3 separate regions of the Mus musculus genome follow, and regions 2 and 3 are each linked to region 1. The links are chromatin contacts, called in public HiChIP or PLAC-seq maps. All regions are on one chromosome and are shown on one strand. Each heading gives the region's core, a stretch centred on a gene start, on an enhancer-like site or on the middle of the called end of the contact. The rest is flanking DNA. Distances are from core to core; before and after follow the strand shown.

Region 1 (4,130 bases), core at 1,140-3,639:
TCTCTCTGGCAATTTATGATGATATTTGGGTGCTCCATAGCACTGTCAGAACTTAATATTTAATATATTTATGTTATTTTATAATATGTAAATATTTATATTGTTAATATTTTCATATTTTATATTTTAGTTGTTCTTTCTGGAATGCAGAGGCATTTTGCTGATTGTTTTTAGATTTTTAAATTTTATTTTATGTGTATGAATGTTTGTTGGTTTGTGCTTCTGACACTTCCAAGTTCACCCCCACTGACACTCTTCCATCAATAATGTCACAACTAGCCAGGCGGTGGTGGCACACGCCTTTAGTCCCAGCACTTGGGAGGCAGAGGCATACATCCTAATCTTTTCTTAAAAAATAATTAATTTTTATTTCATACGCATAGGCAGTTTTGCATGCACTCCTGTCTGTGTGAGGGTATCAGATTGGGAGTTACAGATAGTTGTGAGCTGCCATGTAGGTGCTGGCAATTAAACCCTGGTCCTCTGAAAAAGCAGCCAGTGCTCTTAAACATCGAGCCATCTCTTTAGCCCTCAATGGGGGCCGTTTTCATTCAAACTCCCACAACATGTTTGCCCACGAGTGAAGATGCTCTGGCTGGAAAGGCTGTATACTCTGACAGGTGCTTACACTTCTCAGTTGTTCCCCTCCAGGATCCTTTTCCTACCTCTTTCAGTTTGCGTGCTGATATACATACATACATACATACATACATACATACATACATACATACAATTCACTTTCTCTTGCTGGTGTTGGGATGAGCCCAGGACCTTGCACGTGTTAAGTATTCTACCCTCCCCAGCCTTACAACATTTCTGATTTTTTTTTCATACGTGTGCGCAGTGAATTTTGGTCTTATTCATCCTCAGGACCCTCTCATGTCCCCTCTCGTCCCTGGTTCTCCTCCTCTTCCCAACCAGCTCCCCTTCTGCTTTCAGGACTTCCTCCTGTTTTTGTTTACTCAGTCAGTTTAATTTTGTTTACATGAACGTGGGCGGGGGCATGGGTACCTTACTAGTGGTTTCACTACATGTCTCCCTCCCTCCAGGAACCCTTAACTGCCTAGAACTCCTCAGAGAGGCCGAAGGCTTCATGAGCCCCGCCCACCGACCTGTGATGGGCAGTGACCAGACCCAATCTGGTGCAAGTTTTTATTCACCGGGGTTCTTTCCAGCTTCTGAGAGTGCACCAGCGCATTGACCCTGTCGTATTGACGAGACTGTGTCCCATGATAGTGATGGGTACCTTCGACTGCCATCTCTGGTACACTTCCTTAGTGTCTTTTGCCTTATGATCACAGAAAGGAAGTTTGATCAACTTTTGGTTTGATTTTGTGACAGGGTACCGAACTTAGCCTCCTGAGTGTTAGGGTTGTGTACCCCAACACTTCTGCTCTTACAAAATGTTTCTTGTTTCATGCTACTCCTACCATATGATTTATGTCTGCTTATTTTGGAATACTTTTTCATTCAAAATATTATTTTCATTGTGAAGATATGATCACGATATTCAAGGTAAGAAAGAGTAAACAAGGAAAAAAGCCTTTATTTCTCTCCTGCGATTGAGGCTTCAGGGTTATGTCACCTTGCCTGTCCCACACACGTATTCAAGAGCTCGTGTCAAAAGCTAGTTCCAGCTCGGACCTTAAGTTGGAGGCAGGAGGCGCGGCCTCCAGCAGCGCGCCCACAGCGCCCTCTTGAGGCTCTGGAAGGTATCATAGAACAGAAGGATGCAGGAGGGGACCGAGGTTCTAAGGAAGGGATATTGGGGAAGGGGCGTTGGAGCAGGCGAGCTGCAGATCTCTTGAGGCTCCGAGGTCACCCGAATGCTGTGTCCACAGGACTCCGGGTCCTGGGCGTCGTCAACAGCGGCTGGGTTGACGGGACCCACGCGGATCCAGCTCACATGGCGCAAGACTCTCAACGCCTCCTCCCTCCCCTCTGCGTTCGCGCGACGAGTTCCGCATCTTTATCACCGCTCCCCCTGGGCTATGTGTGGCGGCCTAGACCTCCGGGTGTCCCCAGATGGAGCAGGTGCTTGGATGCCGCGCCGGGTTGGGGCAGGATGTTCGGATGAGCCCTATGACTTTGGCGGCCTCAGTTTCCCCAGGATGACTGCCCTCGTGCGTGGTCAGCCAAGAGGAGCGGGTCAGAGTATCCACCACGCACCGTGAGCGCCCAGAGGAGTGCATCCGCCCAAGTCCCACCTCCTAAGACTCCAGACTGTCCCTACCTCTCAGCACGTCTCCGCTCTGATCTTGATTTTCCTGGAGGTCGACCCAGGTTAAACCCCACAAGCCTTGTAGCCCCGAGCCTGTCGGGTGCGGGCTTGGCCGAGGCTTTCTCGACTGTAGCGGGCACTGTGCTGGGAGGACATGCGCAGTCGGCCAGCCAGAAGCCGGAGGCAGCCTTCTCCTGGGTGACTGGCCCCTGGGTCATCTCGCTTCAGCCTGCTTTGGTTCTAGGAGTTGGAAATGCTTAGCTTGAAGTCAATGTCCCCAGTGTAAGTGTCTGCGAGACGGCTCGCCGGGTGTAGGCGCTTGCCACCAAGCCTGACCACCTGAGTTTTCTGTGGAAGGAGAGAAGCAACACGGAAGTTATGCTCTGATCTTCACATGCGCTGTGGTGCGCACGCGCACACATCCCCCTCGTCCTGTATTTTTTTTTTTTAATTTTAAAATAAATTTAAATCTCCAATATACCGAAAACCACATGTATAAAACGTACCGAATAACAAACCACCCCACACCTCACACCTTTCTGCTTCTTAAAGGTTCCATCCTTGTCCAGGGTGTGGCTGCCTAGCCACCACTCACCCTGACTATGGTAGAGATGTTCGTTGAGGTTAGTGTTTATATTGACTTATTTGTTGGTGTTTGTTGGAGGTAGGATGGCTAACGATGTGATTGCCTTCCTGTCTGCCAGTAAACTTCAGACAGCAATACTTTTCCCCCAGAGCAAAGGCAGGGCACATGCCTGTTTCTGGGCACGTATCCATCTTCAAGAAAGTCAGTTGCTACCCTGTTGTCCTTCAAAGACATCGAGTCCTGGGATGGAGAGATGGTGTCTTGGTTAGGGTTTTACTGCTGTGAACAGACACTATGACCAAATAAAAACAACATTTAACTGGGGCTGGCTTACAGGTTCAGAGGTTCAGTCCATTATCAACAAGGCGGGAGCATGGCAGAATCCGGGCGGGCATTATACAGGACACACCTACTTCAACAAGGCCACACCTCCTAATAGTGCCATTTCCTGATCCAAGCCTATACAAACCATCACAGATGGCTTGTGGTTAAGAGCGCCCGCTGCTCTTGTAGAGGACCTGGATTTAGTCTCCAGCACTGACATGGTGGCTCATAACCATGCATAACTCCAGTTCCAAGGGATTCCTTTTCTGACTTCTGCAGGGATTAAAGGCATGTGCCACCACTGCCCGGCTGATTAGAAAGCTTAAAAAGAAAGAAAAAAAAAGAATCAGAGAACTTTCACTGTTTAGGCTCTGGAGGGAGGGGAGACTTTGGGATCAAAATTTAAGTTATAAAACAGCTGAGATGAGTATACATTTTGCTAAGACGGGCTTCCTGAAGCAGCTCACAGATGCAAAACTCATGTACTGCTGTCACTAGAGTGGACAGAGTCCCACTGACAATGCTCCATGCAAGGGACAGTGCAGACTCTCACAAAGCTGTGGCATCTTCCTGGCTTATATGGAGGGATAAGATTACTCCTCTCTAGCCTCAAAATCTCCTAAAACCAACAACACACAGAGTCTGCTTTTGACTAAATGAGGAAGGCGGTAAAGCTGTGATCTGCATTAAATAAATAAATAAATAAATAAATAAATAAATCTTTTAAAAAATAACTACTTCCACCTGGAAGCGTAGGTAGACTCCTTACTAGAGGTTGTTCTTCAGAATAGAAGCAGTTTGGACCTCTTCTTCATGAAACAATGACATTAGGAGAAACTTCATTGTTTCTATGACAACCAGTCACGGATCATTAAAAAATAATTAGCCAAAAATAAGCTTAAAAGGGGAGGGGTGGTGGTGTAAATGTCTGATAACTGGTGCCAATCTTGTTCTGGTCCCCTTGGCTACTCTACTCTACTTATAGACATTACTGGGCTA
Region 2 (4,130 bases), core at 614-3,113, 510 kb before region 1:
TATGGAACAACATAAATATATTGAAAGCAGCAAGAAAAAAGTACCAAGTCACATATAAAGATGAGCCCATTGAAATAATTGCAGATTTCTCAACAAAAACTTCAAAAAAAAAAAACTTTAAAAGAAAATGATGCATTTCTATTTGCACAGATATATGTTGTAATGGAAGAAGGAAGAAAAACTTCCCATAATAAAGGCAGGCTAAAAGGAATTAATGAGCACTGAGGCAGCTCTACAAAAGATACTTGAGGGAATTGTTTGGAGTGAAGAAAAAGAGCCATGCACCAATAAGCCAGAGGAAAGAACCAAGGATGCTTGGTAAGAGTAAGCAGGGAAGAATTAATGTGTCTGAAGATACAGCATGCTCTACGTGACCTTGTTTACATACAGACCTAAGCTACTAAGGACACCAATTAGAACTTCTGTCTCTTTAATTACATTTTGTATATTAGAATTGTCTTGTGCCATTAGGGAAATGACTTCTCAGGGAGTTTCTTAGAATTTATTACTCAGAACATCTCTTAGAATGGACTGAGCTTTTTAAAACTAGGATGACAGTAAAAGTGAGTGAAAGGTATTGTTGGTATGAGTCCTATATTACTTATTTCTGTGGTGTCGAGCATCAAATCCATGGTGATGCACATGCTATAAGCCAGTGTACTGCCACAGCACAGCTTGATTGTATTCATTTACTAAAATCTATTTTTGATAAACATAAAAATTATAGAAATTAATGTGATGCCATGTAATGCTTCAAAAAATAAATATATCATAAAACCTTTAAAACAAGTTAGATACATCTCTCTCCATATAAATTTTTGTTTCTTTATGGTGAAAACATTTCAAATACTTAACTCTAGCTTTATTACAGCCACTCTACTGTGGAACAGACACCTCACACAATTTTTCTTACAGGTATTCTAAAATATGCCATTAAAGCTGTAATGTATTCCTACTAAGAAGGTCTATTTCTTTTACTTACTTTGAAGTGTTAGGGACCAACCCAGCGTCTCCAATTTTTGTTAAGTGTCATTGCCTAAGCTGGCCTCTATAATATTCTATATCAGCTTCCCAAGTAGCTATGATTTCAAGCATGTGATACTCCACATGGTTTATTTATTTATTCAGTTACTTATTTGTGTATTTTGAGGTGCTAAAGATCAAACACAAAGCCTTGCATAGAGTAGGCAGGTCCTCTATCAGCTGCTACACTCCAGCCTATGCAAAGTCTTTAAAATAGTATAGCCAGATGGAAAACAGCTTAGTCATTTCTTTTTGGTGGTGGTGGTGGTGGTGGTGGTGGTGGTGGTGGTGGTGGTGGTGGTGGTGTGTGTGTGTGTGGTTGGTTTGTTGGTTTGTTTGTTTGTACTGAGATATGGTTGCTCTGTGTAGCCTGGCTATCCTGAAACTTGCTCTGTAGACCAGGATGGCATCCAAATCAGAGGTCCATCTGCCTCTGCCTCCAGAGTGCTGGGATTAAAGGTGTGCACCACCATGCCCCGGCTGGTAATTTCTTATAAAACAATTTATGTATTTGGAATGCACCCTAGAAATCTGTGCCAAAGATCTGAACATTTATGTTCACACAAAAATCTATACTCTTGCCCCAGTACAGGGGAATGCCAGGGCCAGAAAGAGGGAGTGGGTGGGTTGGGGAGCAGGGTGGGGGGAATGTAGAGGGGACTTTCAGGATAGCATTTCAAATGTAAATGAAGAAAATATCTAATAAAAATTTTTTTAAATCTATACTCTTAAAAACCTCAAAAGAGAAATAACTCAAATGTCCTTCAGCCAGTGTGTTGTGGGGCTAATTATATTTGGTGTTAATTCCGTTCTCCAGTGAGGGACTGAGAACAAGGAATGAGTCAGCACTCAGGTGATTTCCTGTAAACCTGCTTCCCACCTTAATTTGTAAAATAAAGGAGAGCTGATGACTGGGCAGATAAAAGGGAAGGTGGAGCAGAAGGGAGGAAAAGGAAGGAGAAAATGGAAGAGGGAGATGACACAGAGGAGGAGGAAGCTGAAGAAAAGCGGAGCAGAAGCCTGGAGAAACGGCAAGTTCTTAGGGGTCTCATAAGATGTGCAAGATGGCAGTGTAGTGGTAGGCGCACAGCATGTAATCATATTAACTGTGTCCTGTTTTCATGCTGGGGCATATTTGGGAGTAGATTTACTGCAACAATACTTTATGTGATTTATAATATACAAGTTCATTTTTTTTTCTCCCTCTTTTCTCTTCTAGGCACACTGCTGCTGCCACCTGGGGGCTAGGAGCCCCTGTGTAGCCCTACCACAGCCATCCTTTTAAGTTCTATTTTCAATATTTTTGAAAAATAGCACTGGGTGGGGCCCTGGTTTCAATACTAATATTGCAAAATATAAAATAAAACAAATGAGTTCCAGTTTCAGCTTACAAATGAAAATAGCTGTTTAGAAAAAAACTTTTTGTACTCAAATCTTTCCTAACATATTTGTCTGCAGACTTACAGTGGATTTACAATGAGGTAACATTACAGTAACCCCACAAAAAACTAAAGATACAACAAAAATGTGTTAAATATACCTAACCTACCATCTGTCCCCACTTAGCAACACAGCACAGTGTGACATCTCAGTGATTCACCTTATAACCAGATGCTGACTGCAAGCCATGGATCGCTGCCACTGGGAGCATCACAAATGCAGAAAAGATCAAAATCCAAAGTATGTTCATACTGGTTTTGTACTATCCTAAGGCCAAAAAGTCAAAAATTAAAACATCCTAAGTTCAGCATATTCAAAATATGTCTTACATTTTTCAGGCTGGACATATGAATAACTTCCAAGATTTAGTAACTGACTTGTAAATGTTGATTGGAGTACTGTCTCACCAATCCACTGATCCTCATAAAGAACAACGTCTAAAAACAAAACAAAATGAAATCTGGTCACACCATAAACTCCTTTAGACTGTGGTTAACTTGTTAAACACATAGTAGCAATAGTAACCAATCATAGCAAGACATGATGCACACATCTCACATACCAGGCAACTAAAGTTGTTAGGCTGAAAGACCCACCCAAAGGCTCAAAACGATAAAACAGCAAGTTTAATTTCTTTTTTTTTTTTTTTTTTACTTTTTTTTTTATTTATTTATTATATGTAAGTACACTGTAGCTGTCTTCAGACACTCCAGAAGAGGGAGTCAGATCTCGTTAGGGATGGTTGTGAGCCACCATGTGGTTGCTGGGATTTGAACTCTGGACCTTCGAAAGAGCAGTCGGGTGCTCTTACCCGCTGAGCCATCTCACCAGCCCGCAAGTTTAATTTCTGACCCTAGACCTTAGCCTTCTGAGGCATGAGCAAGCCAGGCTTCACCTAGTCTAGGGCAAGAGGAGGAAGCCACATTCACATTGCTTTCAGCTAAGCTTGCCTTTCCCACCCCAAACCCCACTACTTTTTCCCAACATGCAGCATAGGAATGATATCATACCAGCACTAGTGAAATACTGAAGCACCCCCCTTTTCTATCCAGAGGAAATCAAACCCAACCCATTAAAATCATGAATATGAAGAACTACTTGGGTGGAACTTACAGCACATGAACATAGTGAAGCCTAGAAAATATGAACACTAGATGAACACTACTGAGAATTTGTGACAACAAGTTATACACATGGCAACCAAAGGAAAAAAAAGAACTACACTCTTCCATTGGGCTACCATCAATAACAATTGGCTTATGCAGTTTCAAAAGGTGCTGGACATGGAGAAGACCTGAATTCAGCACTATTGCATTGGGCCACAAGATAAGATAATTTATCCATGGCTGTACCAAAAGTAAAATATGGTAGAGATTCTTCATTGATAGATTTGAGAATCTATAATAGGTATGTTTATTGGGCCACTCAGTTTGGGCATACATCATTGTGGTCTATCTCAGCAAAAAGACCAAATGTCGATATGATGGGTCAGACTAAAGTAACCCGATTGATGTAAGGAGCCTATACACATTATACATTCAAGTACATTGCTTTTAATGTTTTAGTTCTATGATGATGATAAGCATCACTCAAACACTGCATTGAGTAGTACTACCAAATATCACAGTCATTAGTCTTCTGGAAGCTGGAGCCAGATTATCAAGAGT
Region 3 (4,130 bases), core at 938-3,437, 320 kb before region 1:
TAACCTTATTTTATAACTATACCAAGACTGGTATTTTATCCTAACCTTTAAAAATAAAATACATGCTTTTTAAATTCCTAGAAATTTCACCCGAATCTTTAAAAACAGATTTTATTTATTATCATGTGGCACTTGAGTTAGGGAGTTAAGACTACTTTGGGGAAATCAATACTGTCTGATCACTGAGTCTGAGGATGGAACTTGATTTGTCAGGTTTGAGAAGCCAGGCCTTTAACAGCTAAGTTATTTCACTGACATTCATTAGAAATTTCACCATAAATTAAGACTATCTACTTGGGCTGGTGAGATGCCTCAGCAGTTAGCCATCTGGCTGCCTTTCCAGTACTCAGCTCAATTCCCAGCAACCACATGGTAACTCACAACCATCTGTAAAGGGATCTGACTCCCTCTTCTGTATTGTAGATGTACATGCAGACAGAGGACCAACATTCAAAGAAATACATACATAAATAAAATATTTTTAAAGTTTAAAAACAACAACTACATTTGCAAATGTCACTCACATAAGGAGATGGTTCAGCCTGTAAGGTGTAAGTATGAGAACCTGAGGTTGATTCCCAGTAGGCCCATAAAAACCATGTGCAGCTATGCATGTCTATAAAACCCAGTGCTGTGGAAGGAGTTACAGAGACAAAATTTGGAGCTGTGACGAAAGGATGGACCATCTAGTGACTGCCATATCCAGGGATCCATCCCATAATCAGCTTCCAAACGCTGACACCATTGCATACACTAGCAAGATTTTATCGAAAGGACCCAGATATAGCTGTCTCTTGTGAGACTATGCCGGGGGCCTAGCAAACACAGAAGTGGATGCTCACAGTCAGCTATTGGATGGATCACAGGGCCCCCAATGGAGGAGCTAGAGAAAGTACCCAAGGAGCTAAAGGGATCTGCAGCCCTATAGGTGGAACAACAATATGAACTCACCAGTACCCTGGAGCTCGAGTCTCTAGCTGCATATGTATCAGAAGATGGCCTAGTCGGCCATCAGTGGAAAGAGAGGCCCATTGGTCATGCAAACTTTATATGCTTCAGTACAGGGGAATGCCAGGGCCAAAAAGGGGGGCTGGGGGGGGGTGAGTATGGGGGACTTTTGGGATAGCATTGGAAATGTAAATGAGGAAAATACCTAATAAAAAATTAAAAACAAAACAAAACAAAACAAAACAAAAACCCAGGCTGGGGAGGTAGAGACAGGAGTCTTGTGAGGACATGATGGATACCCTAACTAGATCGATCAGATCTCAAAAAAAAAAAAAAAAAAAGTGACAGAGGAATCAGTGGCAGACACATGCATGCACGCAGGCAGATATTTAAAACACCACTTAATCAAAACAGTAAAATGATGCAGGAATTTAAAAGCTATCAAATTGGTAACTAACAATTGCATATACCCATACTGATACAGTTTCTTCAAGAAAATAACATGAAATTACAAGAATATATAAAGTATTTTTAAAAGAAAGATTTATCTATTACTTTTTATTTATTTTTATTTGTTTATTTGTTTTCAAGACAGGGTTTTTATGTATAGCCCTGGTAGTCATGGAACTCACTCTGTAGACCACACTGTCCTCAAATTCACTGAGATCTGCTTGCCTCTTCCTCCCAAGAGCTGGGATAAAGGTGTGTGCCACCACCACCACCCACTAAAGAAAGATTTACTCATATACATGACTGTCTGTCTGGATGCATGCCTGTGTGTCTGGTGCCCTGGGAGTAGACTATATAGGTGCTAGAAACTGAACCTAAGTCCTCTGAAAGAGTAGTATGTACTCCTAACTGTGGAGACAACTCTCCAACCCCAAGAATATCTTAAATTAAAAAAATATAAAAGTTCACAAACAAGAAGGTTGAACTAACAGTTCAATCATAACTAAAGAACAAATAGAAAAGAAAACCCTTAACGAAATAGGGAAAGTCTGAAGTCAGCTGAAAAAACAAGTCTGCAGTCATTCTTTCCTTTTCCTGTCAAGCTTCCCCCATACCCTTCATTTTTACTTAATACTAGAAAGGTGTGGGAATTTCCAGCAAGCTGGCCAGCTGCAAGTTCCATAAATCGGCAAAGAAAGCCCCCCTTCCAAGGAAAGCCCCCCTAAGCAGCTCCAGGCGCCCGGCCTGACAAGCTTTCTGAGAAATACTATTCTGGCTGCAGACTTTCTGGCTCCACAGCCATTGTTTGCATGGCAGCTCTGCTCCTTATCCAGAGCCTGGATTAGCATAAGAATATCGTCTTTTCCTTTAACAAGCAACTCATCCATTTTCCTTCCCGAATTTTAACTTCTTTCCCAGCAGCCCTAACCCCAATGTGCACATGTACAACTGCAGCAGCGTTGGTCAGGGTTATTCTAGTCATGATTATTTTTCTAACAGTAAAAAGCCGATCTCATCCAAATCTGGAGAAAATATTTTGCTTCAAGAGCTGTGAGTGTATCTGTAACAACACAAACCTGGTTTAGCATCTAAGGAAAAGAAAATCCTTCAGTTTGAATATGAACAGGAGCTAACAGTCTCTGAAGCTGCTGGCAGCTACTCTGAGATAAGACCAGAAGACAAACCAGATCCTCAGAAATACTGACTGTGCAAGCAATCTTGTTTGAAGCCTCAATTACTTAGAACTTTTTGGTGAGGAGGCAGTAAACTGCCCGTTGTGGTGGCATATGACAGTAAGATTTGCTGAATGAGGCAGAGGCAAGAGCATCATGAGTTCCAGGTCAGCCTGGGCAGTAATTACGTACACCTTTGATCCCAGCTCTCAGGAGGTGGAGGCTGAGGCACACATATCTCAGTGAGCTTGAGGCCAGCCTGGTCTACAGAGTAAGTTCCAGGACAGCCAGGGCTACATAGAGAAAAACCCAGTCTTGCTAGCCCCAATTAAGTGTTTTCTTTTGTAAGAGTTGCTGTGGTCACGGTGTCTCTTCACAGCAATAGAAACCCAAAGACATCCCCTCATTCTCCTGCCATCAAATCAATTGTTTCTACCTTCAGTTTGTATCCTGAGCCTACACACTTCGCACTAATTCCATTGTTCTCTAATTTAAGACACTAGCAACCTTTACTTGGATGATTGGAACAGTCTTATAAATGGTCTACAAATACTTTTATACACCACATATTCACCACACAGGCAGAGCAATCCTAATTATGTTGGGGTAAACCACACCTCTGTTTAAAGACCTCCAGTGATAGCCTGGTTCTCCCAGAGTAAAAGCTTAAGTCTAGAGATGTCCACCAGTCTCCAGTTCCTCTTCTACTCCAGCTGCACTACCCACGGCTCTTCCTTAAACAAGACACAAAAGCCTTTGCTCTAAGCCTGGCACATGTATAGGACTGCCACCTGCATCCTTTCCCCAGGATATAAGAAAAGATGTATTGCTACTTGGTCCCTGAGCTAATTGAAAAACAAAACAACAACAACAAAACACTTGTCTTACTCAGTGATCCTACCCTATCCTATTCAAACTGTAATGGCACTGCTACTTGAAAGCTTTCCTGTTATCCCCAGCCAGGCTTTTTTCTTTAGCACTTGGCATACTTTGATATTCCATCCTCTTGGTTTTATTATAAGATATGATACTACTCTGTAGTCCAAGCTGACTTAGAACTCACTTAAGAAGGCCAGGCTAGTTTCAAATTCATAGTGAACCTTCTGCCTGTAAATATAACATCCTCTAACTAACAATTACTGTTCACAGCAAATAATGGGCCTAGTTTTTAACCATGCCACAGACTTATACAAAGCTAAATGACATAGTTCAATAGCTATGAAAATGCACACACACATACAAACACAAACACACACACACCACTCCTTTGGTACAAACTTCTTTTACTCAAGGATTGGGCTATACCCTACCTGTAACTTTGATTACAAATGATTCTATACTATCTGTTCCAGAAAATGGCAACCATGTTTTTGTTTCAAAACTTGTTTATAACCATCTTGCAACTCTAACTTTGTTTCAAAAGGCTGCTATGACTACCAGTTATTAAGACTACCTTGTTCCAACCACTTGCAATCTACGCCTTTGTTGCTGGAGGTCTTTATGACTAACTTGGTACACTTATGTTCTGCTCCTGTAAGTTGGCCTATTTTGCCCACCAAA

The links. HiChIP or PLAC-seq counts read pairs in DNA pulled down with a chosen protein or histone mark.
Region 2: a contact with region 1 is called in an H3K27ac HiChIP or PLAC-seq map of embryonic stem cells, with 2.2 times the contacts expected there. The contact joins two enhancer-like sites. A contact is called at or near these places in 1 of 484 Hi-C or Micro-C datasets (cardiomyocytes) and 2 of 115 datasets of contacts at active chromatin or transcription factors (both in embryonic stem cells).
Region 3: an H3K27ac HiChIP or PLAC-seq map of embryonic stem cells shows a contact between it and region 1, with 4 times the contacts expected there. The contact joins two enhancer-like sites. A contact is called at or near these places in 1 of 39 promoter capture datasets (the 3T3-L1 cell line), 11 of 484 Hi-C or Micro-C datasets (the AML12 cell line, the N1E-115 cell line, cerebellar granule neurons and 7 more), 3 of 115 datasets of contacts at active chromatin or transcription factors (embryonic stem cells and kidney) and 1 of 9 other capture datasets (embryonic stem cells).

Annotation. Positions count from the first base shown.
Region 1 is chr14:34,767,447-34,771,576 of GRCm38.p6, forward strand. A930038B10Rik (a long non-coding RNA gene) reads left to right here. Exons shown (of 5, transcript XR_001781218.2): 4 at 1,050-1,264; 5 at 1,842-2,655. Among named protein-coding and RNA genes, the nearest start is that of Gm52101, 4.5 kb to the left of the region's middle. Within about 2 kb of position 2,390, at least 206 of the 459 cell types and tissues checked have an H3K27ac peak or open chromatin away from gene starts, as enhancers often do. A contact at or near this core is called in cortical neurons and embryonic stem cells, where this site is marked.
Region 2 is chr14:34,256,833-34,260,962 of GRCm38.p6, forward strand. Shld2 (shieldin complex subunit 2) reads right to left here. Exons shown (of 10, transcript NM_001360074.1): 4 at 2,793-2,900. It also overlaps the pseudogene Gm18813. Among named protein-coding and RNA genes, the nearest start is that of Syt15, 39 kb to the left of the region's middle. Within about 2 kb of position 1,864, at least 7 of the 459 cell types and tissues checked have an H3K27ac peak or open chromatin away from gene starts, as enhancers often do. A contact at or near this core is called in embryonic stem cells, where this site is marked.
Region 3 is chr14:34,451,729-34,455,858 of GRCm38.p6, forward strand. All of the region lies in intron 2 of Bmpr1a (bone morphogenetic protein receptor, type 1A), which reads right to left. Among named protein-coding and RNA genes, the nearest start is that of Bmpr1a, 49 kb to the right of the region's middle. Within about 2 kb of position 2,188, at least 52 of the 459 cell types and tissues checked have an H3K27ac peak or open chromatin away from gene starts, as enhancers often do. A contact at or near this core is called in cortical neurons and embryonic stem cells, where this site is marked.